Regions from separate parts of the Drosophila melanogaster genome. Here region 1 is linked to region 2. The links are chromatin contacts, called in public HiChIP or PLAC-seq maps. All regions are on one chromosome and are shown on one strand. Each heading gives the region's core, a stretch centred on a gene start, on an enhancer-like site or on the middle of the called end of the contact. The rest is flanking DNA. Distances are from core to core; before and after follow the strand shown.

Region 1 (6,875 bases), core at 3,242-5,741, 420 kb before region 2:
ATATGTATTGTTAATTATCAACGATATTTAATGATTTTTGATCGTTGCAAAAAGTATTATATATATATATTTATGTTTAAAAAGGTAGCACAAATTATAAAGTTAATAAAGCTTTCAAATGTGTTAGTAAATCCAATTCATTTTGCCTGCTTTGGCAACAATTCATTATAATTACAACAATTCACTGCTTATCATCCCACACGGCCACTATACATTTGAAAATTACTCATAAATTTCTACAGAGACTACGGGGCGTCTTCTTCGTCATCGCAAGTTTTTCAACGTGGAACCTCTTGTTTGGAAAGATGGTGCCTCCGAGAGTTCCAGTCAGTACGATTTTGAACACCCATCGCCCGCTCTGCCGATTTCTTCCTCCGTCTCTGAGGCCAGCCTGATGTGTGATGCACATTATGAGGAGGTATATCGACGTAACCTTTTACTTTGAAGCCCAATAAACATCCTGATCAATTTCAGACATCGTCGATGGCAACTGGAAGCATTGTTGCAGCTGTAAAAGAAACGAAGTTTGAAATGCCTGTCACTAAAGCCTTCAAGTTTGTCTGTAAGCCCAAAGTGGCTCCGATTAAGTTGCGTGCCACCACGGTTCCCCTACCCAGGTCCATCGCTTATGAGATGCGCGATAATTGGATCGCCGATTTGGGATTCTACAAAGGACGCAGCTTTAAGCTCAGTTTTGGTCCACAAAACTCATTGGTACTGCCAAGCACCTATAATAACATGCAAAACCTAAAAGAATGTAAGAATATCTGAAACAAGCTGTAGCAGTCCAATTATAATAATTTCCCTTTGCTTCAGTTACTGGACCATCCCTGCCCGTCTCCATGGTATTTGCGCCGCGCTCGGCCACCGATTTGTCGCCCAGTGTAATGCAGTTGGTGGAGTTTAACATGGTCAAAGGCAACGAGGGTTTTCGAGAAAGTATCATTCCCCATCTCGAAGTTCAGCTTAACGACTGCCTCTCAGTTAATGTGGAGGGTAGTGAGTGCCCGTGTATACATCCCGATAGCGGTACGAAACTAGTTTCCAAGCACTTCTCCGAGTCTCTTAAGCAGAGAAATGCTGGCTTAAAAGAGGACTATAGCGTGTCAGTGTGGTCGCTTTTATTCGCACTATGGGGCGATCACGATGAACTGGTGGACCTGGAAAAGAACTCTCATTACATGGTCATGTGTCGGCGCAATCTGCTATCCGAGTGGCTTGAGAACACGCTGCTGGGCAAAGATCTACTCTCGAAAAAAGTTAGCACCCACAGCTACCTGGAGCACATGTTGGATTTACTTAGCTGCCATCGCGTAAATGAGGCTTGTGAGCTGGCCTTCAGCTACGATGATGCTAATCTGGCTCTTGTGCTGTCCCAATTAAGTTCCGGAGCTGTCTTCCGGCTATTAATGGAGGAGCAGCTCTTTGCCTGGCAGCAGAGCAAGTCGGATAAGTATATCGATCTGGAGCGCCTTAAGATGTACATGCTGGCCGCCGGAGCGCCAATGATGCAGTCTTCACATGGGGCCATCAACTTACTCGAGAATAAAAACTGGCTGACAGCACTGGCCCTGCAGCTATGGTATTTCACAGCCCCAACATCGTCTATCACCGATGCACTCAATGCTTATAACGACGCCTTCCAAGCGGAAGAGTGCTATGCGGAGCCCCCAAAGCCCAGCTACAGGGACGCACCTACTGACACCAAGAAGCCCGTCTACGATTTGCGCTACCACTTGCTCCAGTTACACTCTAAACGTATGCATTCCCTGGAAGAAACTCTCAATCCTATAACGCATACCGCCGATGCCATGGACTTTCGTTTGAGGTGAGCTAAAAGAATTTTTTGGTACAGTGCAAAATAAATCATATCAAATCATTTTAGCTGGCTGCTCTTGCAAACTCTGCGAGCTCTTGGCTACCGTCACTGTTCGCCCTTAACGGAGGCTCGTCTTTCGGTGGATTTCGCTAGCCAGTTGGAGAACGAAGGCCTCTGGCAGTGGGGTATCTTTGTTCTTTTGCATATTAAGCAGCAGACCCAGAGGGAACGTGCAGTTCAGCAAATGCTACAGAGGAATGTCAGCGTTTCCGCCAAGGTGGCTCTATATGCGGAAGAGCGCTTTATCGTCGAAGAGCTTGGTATTCCGATGTCGTGGGTGGACTATGCGAAGGCGGTAAAGGCGGGAGCGTCAGGAAAGCATCACCTTCAAGCCAAATATCTGCTAAAGGCAAAACATTTTGCTACGGCGCACGATGTCATCTTCCAACACATTGCTCCTGATGCCATCATAAACGGTTGGTTCCTTATGATAAGAATTATTTCGGTGGATTACTAACAATTGTCATTGCAAACTTGCAGGTAAAATGAAATACCTGCATAGCCTGCTCATTCAATTCGAGGATACAGAGGGCAGCAGCATCCGAGTGCCCAACTGGGCCAACCAGGGCCAGATCTTCCTGGACTTTATCGACATCAGTGCCAAGTTCAAACAGATCCGCAGTGTGACCAACATCGCTGACATCAATGCGCGCTGGGAGAACTTAAAACCACAACTAAGCGAACTCTGCTCCCGCATCAGTCTGCTCCCGTGCCCTACCTCCAAGCACCGCCTGTGCCAGAGTGAAATCTCGCAGAGCCTCAGCTGCTTGGTGCACGGCATGTGCATTGTCTGTCCCGAGATGGAGTCTTCCACGGTGCTTAAGGTGGCCCTGGAGCGGCTGCCACTGCCGCAGGAGTTCGCCTCAAAGGAGCTGCGCATCTGGCTGGAGGAGCTACTAGACAAAATCCAAAACGAGCCACCATTTAGCGAGCGGCAGCAACCCACCATGATGGAGATATAGGTGCCGAAACAAACAAAGCTCGAAGATACAATGTTTAGTCTAGGGTCAAATTAACTTAGTTATAATCAATTGATTAGCATCCCCCTCGCAAAAGAAAAAAAAGTCAGCTGTAGCATAGGTTTGAGTACGGCATCATTTATGTATGATTGCTTAATATTTAAAAAACGTTTCGTCGGAAAAGACCAGAAGAATAATAGTTTTTTGTTGATTTGTTTAATTGATTTTCATAAATTTCATAAACTTAGTAGTATAAGAAAGTAAAAAAAAAAAATGTTTCTAACAACGTTCGCTGGCTGGGAATCATTTCAAATCCGATAGAACTGCGCTGTGCCTATCGAAAGCTTTGTTGGGACCTACCTGTTTAGTCCAGTTGTGGAGCGAGATCAGTAGTCATTCGATCGCTAGTTAGACCACAACATATTTACTCTCTGATTAGCTTCTTACCTGCTGCACGAGCGAAAAACGTTTCACTGGCCATGGCTGCTGTTGTTCCCACTGAAACCTCCGCCGCCCCCGCCTCCTGGTGTGGGCGCGGTGCCAAGCCCCGAACCTTTGAAAAGGAACCGCCAGTCATCTGCTATGACAAGCCCGCAGCTTCGATCGTTTCGAAGGAGGAGTATGATGTAAGTAACGCGAACAATAGCAATAATACAATGATAAAATAATCTAATCCGACTCGGAGACTACAGAATAAACGTTATCGTGCCCTGACTGGCGATCTTGTGGAGACACTGATTGTGCCCAAACGGGAGGCACGCACCTGGACAATGCAAGAGGGTGATTTGTGCCGCGTCACTGTCCACGAAGGTTCTCAGGTGGGCGACATGAACTTTTGGAATCTGGAGAACACCGCCGAGCGCTTCTACTCGGGCAAGACGCGCCAGCTGCACTCGTCGCATCTGCGCGTTTACGATCGTCTGTGGAGCTGCCTGCCCCACCTGCGTCCCATGGCCACCTTTGTGTTTGATTCCCTTGCCGCCTATGGCATCGATGAGGATGGCGGTGCTCTGCACGACGTAATTGGAACACGGTGCGACGACTACACCTACAAGCTAATCACGGGCAAGGATCGGGTGGGCAGTTGCCACAGTTCCCTAGTCAAGGCGGTGGTGGAGGAGCGCGGGCTGACCGAGCAGGATGTACACGACGTGTGGAACATCTTTATGTGCACCGGATTTACACGGGACACGCATCAGTATTTCTGCAAGGCAAGTCCAGCGCGCAAGGGGGATTTCATTGAGTTTGTGGCCGACATGAATCTTCTGGTGGCTCTGAGCGCCTGTCCACAGGGCGATGTCTCCATCGCAGTGGGCGCCGATGTGCCGGACGACAAGTGCCACCCCCTCAAGGTCGAAGTGTTCCGTCGCAAGTAAACAGAACCATTTTCATTCCGTGTGCGGAAATCTGGTTCTAACAGCGTGCCATTTATGTAAACAGTGCCATAGAGATGTGCAAGATCATCTTCCGTATTGATGACGAATTATCAATACAAATATATTACTGCAATAATTATTGAGTTTTTGTTTTACTTAATATAAATTTTGGAATAAATTCGTTAAAATTATTTTTAATTAAAAAAATTAAAATATCTTTGCACACTGCACGGGATGCAATTCGTTACGCGATTGTTTCTCGATTTTTAGGGTGACCAGTCCATCCAAATTATCTGCCGACTCTTGTTGATTTTTTCCTTGTATTTTGGCAAATGCTAAACAAAGTTATTTTCGCCAGGAATAAACTATTAAAATGAATGAGATTAGGGGCGAGGATAACCTCGAACGGCTGCGCAACTATATCCTGCGACCGGAGCTGTCCCTCCACAATCCCCTGCCGGATGTTTTGCCCCGCAAATTCGATCCGATGCGCCTGTTGCATGCGCCCCGTTGCCCGGGAAGCACTAAGTTGGCTCCTCGCCGCGACCAGAGTGGTCACATACTTGAGTTCGTGGAATTGGACTTGGAGGCCGTGGGCGCCAATGCCAACAACTCGATGTCCATGCAGCGGGAGCCGGGCTTGCTGGAAGACGCGACGCGTGGCTCCCACTCCAATTTTCCCTTTTGGCCAGGCGGTTTCGATGAGCAGCGCCAGCAGATCGCAGCTCTGGATGTCAGCAACTTTCAGTTCGGGGACAAGCTGCTAACGGTGCCACCGGGCTTCAGCTCTGGCTACGACTTCTTCCAATCGCAATCTGTAACACTGCCGCCTGTGGTCGCCGATCCCAGTAACGTTGATCTATTGGAAAACCTAGAACAGGATCTGGACGTCCAGGAGTGGATGAAGCTTACGCGTAGTGAGGAAACAAGCTCCACTGGAACGCCTAAAAGTCCAAAACAGTCGAACGTGCAATTACCTTCAGAGGAGTTCAGAGACGTGGACGATCACATTATGAAGGCTGACCTAAAGCCTGTGCTAAACATTTCCACCACAACCAAGAACTTCAAGAGCGATTGGGCCGAAATGGTGGACATAAGCCAACCCATCAATAACTTTAAAGAGCAGATACCATGCCCCGCCATGGATTTCCCCTTCGAACTGGATGTCTTTCAAAAGCAGGCCATTCTCAAGCTGGAACAACGCCAGTACGTTTTCGTTGCAGCGCATACATCTGCTGGCAAGACAGTTGTAGCTGAATATGCCATCGCTCTGTCCAAGCGTGATCTCACCCGCACCATCTACACATCGCCGATCAAGGCGTTGTCCAATCAGAAGTACCGCGACTTCCGAAAAACCTTCAAGGATGTGGGCCTTATTACAGGTGACCTGCAGATAGAGCCCACCGCCTCTTGTCTGATCATGACCACCGAGATTCTCCGCTCAATGCTGTATTGCGGCAGCGATGTCACGCGGGATCTGGAGTGGGTGATCTTCGACGAGGTGCACTATATTAATAACCCAGAAAGAGGACATGTCTGGGAGGAGGTCATTATACTCCTGCCCGAACATGTTAACATTATAATGCTCAGTGCCACCGTGCCCAATACCTTGGAATTGGCCGACTGGGTTGGGAGCACCAAGAAGAGAAAGGTCTATGTGATCAGCACTTTAAAACGACCAGTGCCTCTGACGCATTTCCTCTATACTGGTGCTGGAGGAAAGAGTCGCGATGACATCTTCCTCCTGGTGGACGCCCAGGGAAAATATCTGCAGGGTAACTACGAGAAGGCCGTGGAGCGCAAGAAGGAGATGCAAGGCAAGGCCAAGGGCGGCGGTGGTGGGCCAAGAAACCATTTAAATGCCAAGCAGGAGCAGTACACCTGGATCGGACTAATTGACTTCCTGAGGCGGAGCAACATGATGCCAGTGGTGGCTTTCACTCTGTCCCGCAATCGGTGCGACTCCAATTTGGCCGCTTTGCAGTCAGTGGACCTGAACACGGAAAAGGAGAAGGGTGCAGTGCAGAAGTTCTTCCTGCAGTGTCTGGCAAAGCTGAAGCCACCGGACCGTACAATTCCGCAGGTTCTTGTTCTCAAGGACGCTTTGGAGAGAGGAATAGGTGTGCATCATAGCGGCATCTTGCCCATTCTTAAGGAGATTGTCGAGATGCTCTTTCAAAATGGGCTAGTTAAGCTGCTTTTCGCCACCGAAACGTTTGCCATGGGCGTCAACATGCCCGCGCGCACTGTGGTCTTCGACTCCTGCAAAAAGTTTGACGGACTGGAGATGCGTAACCTGAAACCAGGCGAATACATCCAAATGGCCGGCAGAGCTGGACGCCGTGGGCACGACGAGACAGGTACGGCGATCATTATGTGCAAGGGCAGTGTGCCACCATCGATGGAGCTACGGCCCATGATTCTGGGCCTGCCGGAGAAGTTGCAGTCACAGTTCATTCTGCGCTATGCGGTAATCCTCACATGTCTGCGCATCGAGAGTATCAAGGTGGAGGATATCATGAAGTTCAGTTTCAAGGAGTTTAACCTAAAGCTCCAATTGCCTACGCAGCAGAAGCAACTTCGTCTGGCCGAAGACAAGTTTGCCATGCTCCCAACTCTCGGCGAACATCTGCAACCACTTGTCAATTTTTATGACAAAGC
Region 2 (7,869 bases), core at 4,000-6,499:
GGCCGGTTAATAATGTTGCTGCTGCGGGGATGCCCGTTGTTGTTGCTGCTGCTGCAGATGCTGATGTTGCTGGCGATATTGATGTTGCCATAATCACGATCTAATTTATTTACAAATTGTGTTGAAATCATACGTTCAAAGTCGTGTTTAAAAGGTTCTGTATGATTTATGCCAGCGTTGAAATGAACCGCAACTACAACAATGGACAGAACAATTGCGGCTGGGAAAATATTTCTCACAGTCGCACAGACAGACGCGCGAGATGGCCAGCAAAATTTGTTTCGTCTGCTTTTATGTGCACCTAATTGATTGGGGCAAGTGGAGGAGCCAGGTAATGCATAGCAATAGTGCCATAGTGCAACCAGGAACTGCGCCGATTCCTACCACCAGCCAGCTAATTTAGATTTATGGCGCAAATCGCAACTTGATGCGTGATGCCGCCGAGACAAGCCGCCAGTTCCTCCTCCTAAATTTGCTCCACCTCCTCATCATCTGGCTGAAGGTGGAGGCAGCGGGCATGGAGGAGTCTTGCATGTGGCCATTTGTCATCGGGATCGAGGATCGTGTGCTGCAGCTGCGATTTCAGGCCGCTCCAAACGGGCACGAACTCGAGTTCGAGCGCAAAAGATACAAAAAAAAAAAAAAAAAAGTATCTCTTTCTCCCGCGCTGGCTGTTATAATCTCGCAAATGTTGATAAATTGAACGATTGCTGATTTTCACGCTGCAATTGCCCTGCGGCCGTGTCACTGTGCCAGCTGGGAAATAAACATATCAACATGATAAATAAGAGGAGCGGGTTATCATCAGCGGTCCCAGAAACTCGCGGACACACCGGACACACACTCATGTTGCCCGAAGGACAGCCTCATAAATCAGCAGACAACTGGACAAAATGTGAGCCGTTTTAATCGCTGATTTCCGCTTCACAAGAAATGCAAATAAAATGCGAAACCAGAATGTAAGATGCATTTGGCACAGCCGAAGTCGTGATACCCTGGATTTAAGACAGATGCTGATAAAACTCTAGATCTCTACTCTTCAAACATTACATTTTATATCAAACTATTTATAAATGCTTTTGAAATTTTCATCTAATTTTTAAATCTGTTCAAATTAAGCATTCCTATTCTGATAAAATGGGAAGGTAAGCAACTCTTGTGGCCAAACTGTTTCATATTTATTAATCATAGTGGCGAGGTGGTGAGGGACTAAGTCTATTTTTAGCCTGAGTTTCAAAAGCTATCCTTTCCTTTTGGAAAACAGGTTTGCATATCGGACAGACACAACTTTATGTTTGACCCTCGCACTCTACACTGCACTGCACAAGTGGGTTATTACTTATTGATTTTGTTTATTGAATTATTATGTGTTTTTGTTTTGTTTCTGTTGTTTTGTTGTATTTGAGGGCAACTCTTTCAGCTAGTCGCTCATTGGATGAACAGTAAAACTAGGTTTACAAAACTTTCGCCTCGGACAGATCGTCCAGTGGCTTGCTGGGCGGGGGGATCTTGTACTCGGTCTCGGGCGTCTCGTAGATCTTCTCCTCCTTGGGCTCCACAACGGACACATTGTCGGGCAGCGGCTTCTTGGGGCCGATCTTGTTCTTGGGGTCGTAGGGCAACATGACCTTGACCTTGATACCAAGCACTCCCTGGCGGAGGAGCACATGACGGGTGGCGGTCTCGACATAGTCGTTGCACGGATCTCCCGAATGGATCATCAGGCCATCGACGAATTTCATCGACTTGGCACGCTGACCACGCAGTTTGCCGGACACGACGACCTCGCAGCCCTTGGCTCCCGACTCCATGATGTAGCGGAGCACACCATAGCAAGCACGACGGACGGCCAGTCCTCCGGTGAGCTTGTACCTCAGCGACTCAGCCTGGGCAATGGCGCACAGGCCACGAGCGGCCACCTTCTCGGCGTACAACTCAATGCGTCCGGTCTCGAAGTTGAAACGCTTCTGCACCATGGCGGTCAGCTCCCGAATGCGACGGCCCTTCTCGCCCAGCACCTGCTGGGTCTTGGTGGCCATGATGATGATCTCAGTGCGAGAGGGGGTCACACGGACCTCCACGCCGGAGTAGCCATCCTCGGCGAGTTCGCGAGTCAGGAACTCGTTCAATTCAGCCTTGAAGATGCCATCGGAAACGAACTGGGGAGCAAAAAGAAACCATTATAATCCGCATTCCACATCTATTGCACACCTAGCAATCCTCCTTCTTGTTGTTGTTGTTTCACCACGCGTTGTTGAGTTCCAAAGTTTTTGGGACGCCCATCTGCTTTGAGGTTAACTCCGAAGCCGATGGATTTTCGCGCTTTCCGGCCGGGTTTTTCACACAACTCCGATGAAACAACGAACGTACGGACACTGCATTACATGCCGGAGGTAATCCTGTCTCATTTTTCCCCAATTACCTTGCGTTTCTTGGAAATCGGAAGGTTCGCATTCATTTTGACGTCGAATCGGAAACGTGGTGCGCAGAAAAGAAAGAGGCCAGTGTGCCCGCGCGAGACACGTTAAAAAATACCACCCGGTCTGGAAATAAATACCACTATATACCAATTTGGTTTCCAAAAATTACAGTTATACACTACTGAATTAAACAATTTATTTTAATTACTTTTAATATTCATTAATTTAAAATGTTTTTTAGCTATTTGCTGTTTCTGCCTCGTTTTTACTTAAATTGATTCACAGTAGTACTAGGCAGACATGGTTCGGAAACTAGATTACAACAAGCTTGTACACAAACCTAAAGTGACATTCAAAAATTGTGTAAAAATTTTAGTTTTGGAATTTATCTGTATGGTTAAAAATAATAAGTTTGAATAAAATTTGGTTAATTATTTAAATCTTATTATACTATTATTTTTAAATACATACTACTTACAATTTGCAAATATATTTGATAAAACTTAAAAAAAATGATACCATTTCGACAAAAACTTGTCTTTAGAATTCATTATAATTTCAGAAGATTCAAATAGGGATCCCATATGAAGTCCAAATAAACATACACTAAACAGCGTTTAAAGGGGCACATTAAATAGTATTTCGTATATATATATTTGTAAAGTAACACTTTTAACCACGACTTCAGCACGACAATATTTCGGGGCTGGCTCAGTTGGAGAGCTGCGAGTTGGACAGGTTCGAGCTATGCTCCGAATCGGAGGAAGGACCTGGATGCGATGGCGCCTGTTGTTGGTGCTGTTGTAGCGCCTGCTGCTGCTGGGAGTGGGAATGCGGAAGGTGCGAGGGCTGCTTCGACTGGATGGCCGTACCCGACTCGTAGTTGATGCGGATCCATTGGCCCTCCGTGTTCTCCTTCCACAATGTGACATTGTTGTCCCCACCGGTGACGGCAAGAATGTTGCCGGTGGTTGACCACGAGATGCTCCACACGGCATCGTCGAATGTGTGCAGCACAGTCGAGGTCCACTCGGATAGATCTGCGTTGCTGCTCCACACAATCACATGGCGATCCTGCGAAGCCGTGGCAATCTGCGAGCGGGGCAATCCGATCGACGGCGCCCAGGCCACGTCGCGCACCCAATCCGAGTGCGCCTCCAGTCGGTGCTCCTCCACCCAGCGGTCGTTGTCCTCCCGCCAAATCTTCACTAAATTATCGCAACCACCGCTCACTAGGCGCTTTACGGCCGCCGAACGCGAAGTTACGCGCTGGTCAAATGCTGGATCTGGTGCCTGGGCGGGGCACCACGAGATGGCATTCACTCCGATCGTGTGCGCATTCGGTATCTTCTTGGCATCCCACACACCGTACTCCGTGTTGCAGGTGAGCACCGATACCGAGCCATCCGAACTGGCGCAGGCCAACACCAATCCGTACTCGGATGGCGCGAAGTCCACCGAGTTTACCGAGGAGTCGTGGTTGCTGTATTCGTAGCTGAAATGTGGCAAGCACAGAGGTTAGATGTGGCACTCTTTAAATGATAACGGAAATCTAAACATAAGTATGACATGGCGCATTGCTACCTCGTAATCTCGTCAATAAGAGAGTATTTTATTGTGTTATGACAGAGGGAACAATTTAAAGGACACCAACATATATATATATTTATATATATTTATTATAACAAGATCTGATTCTTCTTGTTAAATATTTTCAATACCATGATGTAAACAATTATAAATGATAAATTACATTTGATACAAGACGTCCAAGCATAAATATTAAAATAATGATTTCCAAAGCTATTAAAGTATTATTATTAATCAAGGATCAAGCTATTAAAGTATTATTATTAATCAAGGTCCTAACAATGGGTATCCCCTGGTCGATTCCTAAAACAAACATAACTTTGTTGGTATGGGTGTGCCCGTTTACTTACAGCTTAGTCCAATCCCGGGGCGTTGTGGACTTCCAGACGATCACCTTGCGGTCGTAGGAGCACGATGCCAGTATGTTGCCAAACTTGGGATGTGCCCAGGCCACCTGCCACACTGGTCCCTGGTGTCCCTTGAGCTCGGCGAGCGCCTTATTGTTTTTGCGCGAGTGAAAGATGCGGACGCTGCCGTCCGAGGAGCAGGTGGCCAACAGTAGGCCGTAGAAGTCCAGCGCTGCGTGGTGGACCATGTCCTCGTGCTCGGTGTCGATCTCTTGCAGCAGGCTCACCATCTTGCTCGAAATCCGTTCGTCCGGTCGCCAGATAAATTGATTAAATGCAAGTCGTGTTTTTTTCCGGCGCTTGACGTGGAACCTGGTTGAGCAGTGTGACCTGAGCGCGGCAGTGGCTGATGGTTACACTTGCAATTGATCACATGGTCACTCTAGTCCATAGATGAGATAGAATAATTTCAAAGTTTTTAGTTCATATTCATATTATTCATATTCATATTATAGTAAAACAAGAATTTATTAATTATATTCAATTTAGATCGGGTTTTGGCTTGTGTGGGATTTTAGATACAGTTTAGGTGGTGTTTTGGTATGAACGTTTATGGAGCAGTTTTGATTTAAGTTGGACATGTATAGTAAGATACATAAACAGACACAGTGTATAAATTAGCTTTTCATAATTTGTAATATTTTTATTATAGGCTGTATTTCGATAGAGGCAAGTAATTTAAACGGATTGTTGATTAAAATTCTTGTTCGCAACGAATATAATCTATATGATACAGCTGACAAATACAGGATAAAGCAAAAAATCAGCTTAGGAAATACCCTTACTATTTAAAAAGCTTACGTCCAATAGTATCGCATACACCCATCACGCGCACATCACTAACACCAACTGCCATTGTGAACTGACAATTGTAACTTTTCCGCACGAAAGTTAGCATTTGCAAAGGAAAATAAGGTGAAAACAAGATTTAAAATACATAAAAATTGATTGAGGGAATACAATTTGAATACAAGATAAAGTTGCTAGCAAAGTCGGCTTGAAAACCGATTGGGAAACGTCGAAACAAACAATTGTATTACATAACCTTTTTAAGGTTACATATGAAGAAGGCCGTTTATTGCTATTCTAACAAGGATCTATCAATTCCAGATGCTGTCGCAATCCCTGCTGAGTGGCATGCGTGTCCTGCGCACAGAGGCCCGTCGTAACTTCGGAATCGTTGCCCCTGCCCTGAACAAGGCCTCCGATCCCATCCAGCAGCTGTTCCTGGACAAAGTGCGCGAGTACAAGCAGAAGAGCGCGTAAGTTCTGGCTCCTTCATCCGTTGGTGTGCCTCGACATAATCCTTGTTTTGCTCACCTGCAGCGGTGGCAAGCTGGTGGACTCCAATCCCGATATTGAGCGGGAGCTGAAGACCGAACTGGACCGTGTGGCCAAGCAGTTTGGCAGCGATGGCAAGACCGACATGCTGAAGTTCCCCGAATTCCAGTTCCCCGATGTTAAGGTCGATCCCATCACCCAGGCCCCACAGTAGAGATCGCTCTTCGCGAATGAGTTAGTCTAATTGCTTTAAGTTCAGCTGCTGATTTCGCCTGTGCGCCCCCAAAAACCGCGGGCAAGTCAACAAAAAAAACCAATAAAATCGGGAAAACAACAAGCGATTCGTATGCGAAAGCCACTAAAAGTGTGTGAATCTCATTGAATTATAAAGCGCGTCCATTCCTTAACACAGACATTCGTCTTGTGCGACATCATAAACTCAAAACTCATTAAAATCGAATTAAATTCCATTATAAATACAATATATTTAAGCCCTACGATCTAGAAAACAACAACAAACTAGGTCCTAGCGTGGCGTGGTCAGCGCCTGATGAACAGTCTGCTGGAGCAACTGCATCTTGTGGTTGGCAGCCACCTTGTTGAATGTGCCCAGCAGTGTCTGGATGTCCTTCCCGCTGATGAGGGGCACAAAGTTGCCAGCGCAAGTGCAGAACTCTGCCAGATTCTCGCGCTTGATCTCGCTGCAGCGCGAACAGCGCAGATCCTGCAGCACATAGGACATCATCTTGCGCTGCAGTGCATCCAGCATTCTCATTTCGATCTCCTCGTTATCATAGGCCACATAGCACTGGGCACACAGCCAAACGGGTCTGAAAAATCCAACATTAATCAATTATTTGTGGTAAATTATGTGTACTGGTTTGTGTAACTCACACTCCATCTTTCATGGCGCGATGCTTGTCCTTGCAGAGATCCAGGTCCCTGCAGTGATTACACGCTTTGCAGATGACCTCGTTGATGATGTGACTGTCGCAGGGATCCTCCCACTCAGCCAAGTCGGAGAACTCACCAATCCCCACCAGACGCAGCATATTTCGGCGCAACTCGTTGATCTGCTCCGCCAGCGTTTTGTCCACACTCAACGCCTTGATCAGAGTGCGGATAAGTTCTAGGCCCGGGCTCGGCTTGCCCTTGCCGTAGTTCTTGTGCAGCTTCAGGATAAAGTCGAACGCACAGTGTGAGATGTCCTTGATGGCCTGCTCGGTGGTCTTCTTTTCAGCCAAAGATTGCATGAAGAGGGTCAGCAGGGATTCAAACTTTTCGCGGCACTCGTTTTCATCGGGCAGATGTTCGCCAATTGTCCAGTTGAGCTCCAGGGACAGCTCATCCTCTTGATCCTGCTCGGCCTCGTTGCTCTCCACTGGATCACGGTTTTCCGAATCCTCTTCTTCATCCTCGTCGTCATCTTGATTGCGTTCAGAATCCCGTATCATGGTAGTGGAAACTATTGACGACACTGTCTCATCGATTCCCTTTGGTAGCTTTCCCCTAATTCCCGAGAAATTTGCCTGGTCCATCCAGAGCATAAAGTTCCAGCATTGCTCGAAGCTCAGTTGGATGGAGTGGAACATCTCCTTGTTCCTCAAGCTTTGCACAATGTAGTCCACATAGCCCAGGGCATCGGAAACGGTTTTCTTACCCGAACTAAGGATAATCCTGTTAAAGTCCGCATAGATAATGGTGGCGCCCAATCTCTTGAACTCGGCTATAATGCGCAAGAACATCTTCCTCATCAGATTATTCAGAGATCTTCTCAAAGCAGGATCATAGAGTAGTGCATTACTGGAGCGCACCCATCGATAGAAGTGCACGATCTGGAAGTCCGAGAAGATGTTCCTATTGATGGATACCTCTCGCAACCAACCATTCACCATGGAGCGCATAACGCGGAAGGCGGCGGAACAGAGGGCCGTTTCATCATAACTCGGCAAGGTGGCCGCCGGAACAGTGCCAATCATCTCCTCCAGCGAGACCTGCGGCATCACATCGAACGTAATGGCAGATGAGGCGCCTTCCATTTCCTGAATCCTAGTCGATTGGAGCAGGGCACTCACCGCCAGGCTATCCAGAGCCAGCTCCACGCAAACATCCGGATAGAAACCGGCCTTGTTTTGCACCACACTAATGCTCTCCTCGAATTCCGCCAACAG

The links. HiChIP or PLAC-seq counts read pairs in DNA pulled down with a chosen protein or histone mark.
Region 1: a contact with region 2 is called in a POLR2A S2P HiChIP or PLAC-seq map of the Kc167 cell line, with 10 times the contacts expected there. The contact joins the promoter of tst here to the promoter of ATPsynCF6 in region 2. A contact is called at or near these places in 25 of 107 Hi-C or Micro-C datasets (the D17-c3 cell line, the Kc167 cell line, the ML-DmBG3-c2 cell line and 9 more) and 1 of 6 datasets of contacts at active chromatin or transcription factors (the Kc167 cell line).

What each region holds. Positions count from the first base shown.
Region 1 is chr3R:23,770,475-23,777,349 of dm6, reverse strand. It overlaps tst (twister), which reads left to right and starts at 4,491. Exons shown (of 3, transcript NM_079741.3): 1 at 4,491-6,875. The coding sequence starts at 4,588. CG10208 reads left to right here and starts at 3,223. Exons shown (of 2, transcript NM_142929.4): 1 at 3,223-3,464; 2 at 3,531-4,352. The coding sequence starts at 3,318. The coding sequence ends at 4,214. It overlaps Nup98-96 (Nucleoporin 98-96kD), which reads left to right. Exons shown (of 9, transcript NM_142930.3): 5 at 243-418; 6 at 475-757; 7 at 817-1,828; 8 at 1,886-2,295; 9 at 2,360-3,125. The coding sequence ends at 2,841.
Region 2 is chr3R:23,353,444-23,361,312 of dm6, reverse strand. ATPsynCF6 (ATP synthase, coupling factor 6) reads left to right here and starts at 5,249. Exons shown (of 3, transcript NM_001275944.1): 1 at 5,249-5,332; 2 at 5,528-5,679; 3 at 5,744-6,093. The coding sequence starts at 5,528. The coding sequence ends at 5,912. PolE1 (DNA polymerase epsilon subunit 1) reads right to left here. Exons shown (of 4, transcript NM_079738.3): 3 at 6,593-7,869; 4 at 6,150-6,528. The coding sequence ends at 6,225. It overlaps Sec13 (Secretory 13), which reads right to left and starts at 5,035. Exons shown (of 2, transcript NM_001300551.1): 1 at 4,361-5,035; 2 at 2,782-3,915. The coding sequence starts at 4,647. The coding sequence ends at 3,132. It overlaps RpS3 (Ribosomal protein S3), which reads right to left and starts at 2,501. Exons shown (of 2, transcript NM_001300552.1): 1 at 2,423-2,501; 2 at 1,106-2,159. The coding sequence starts at 2,458. The coding sequence ends at 1,455.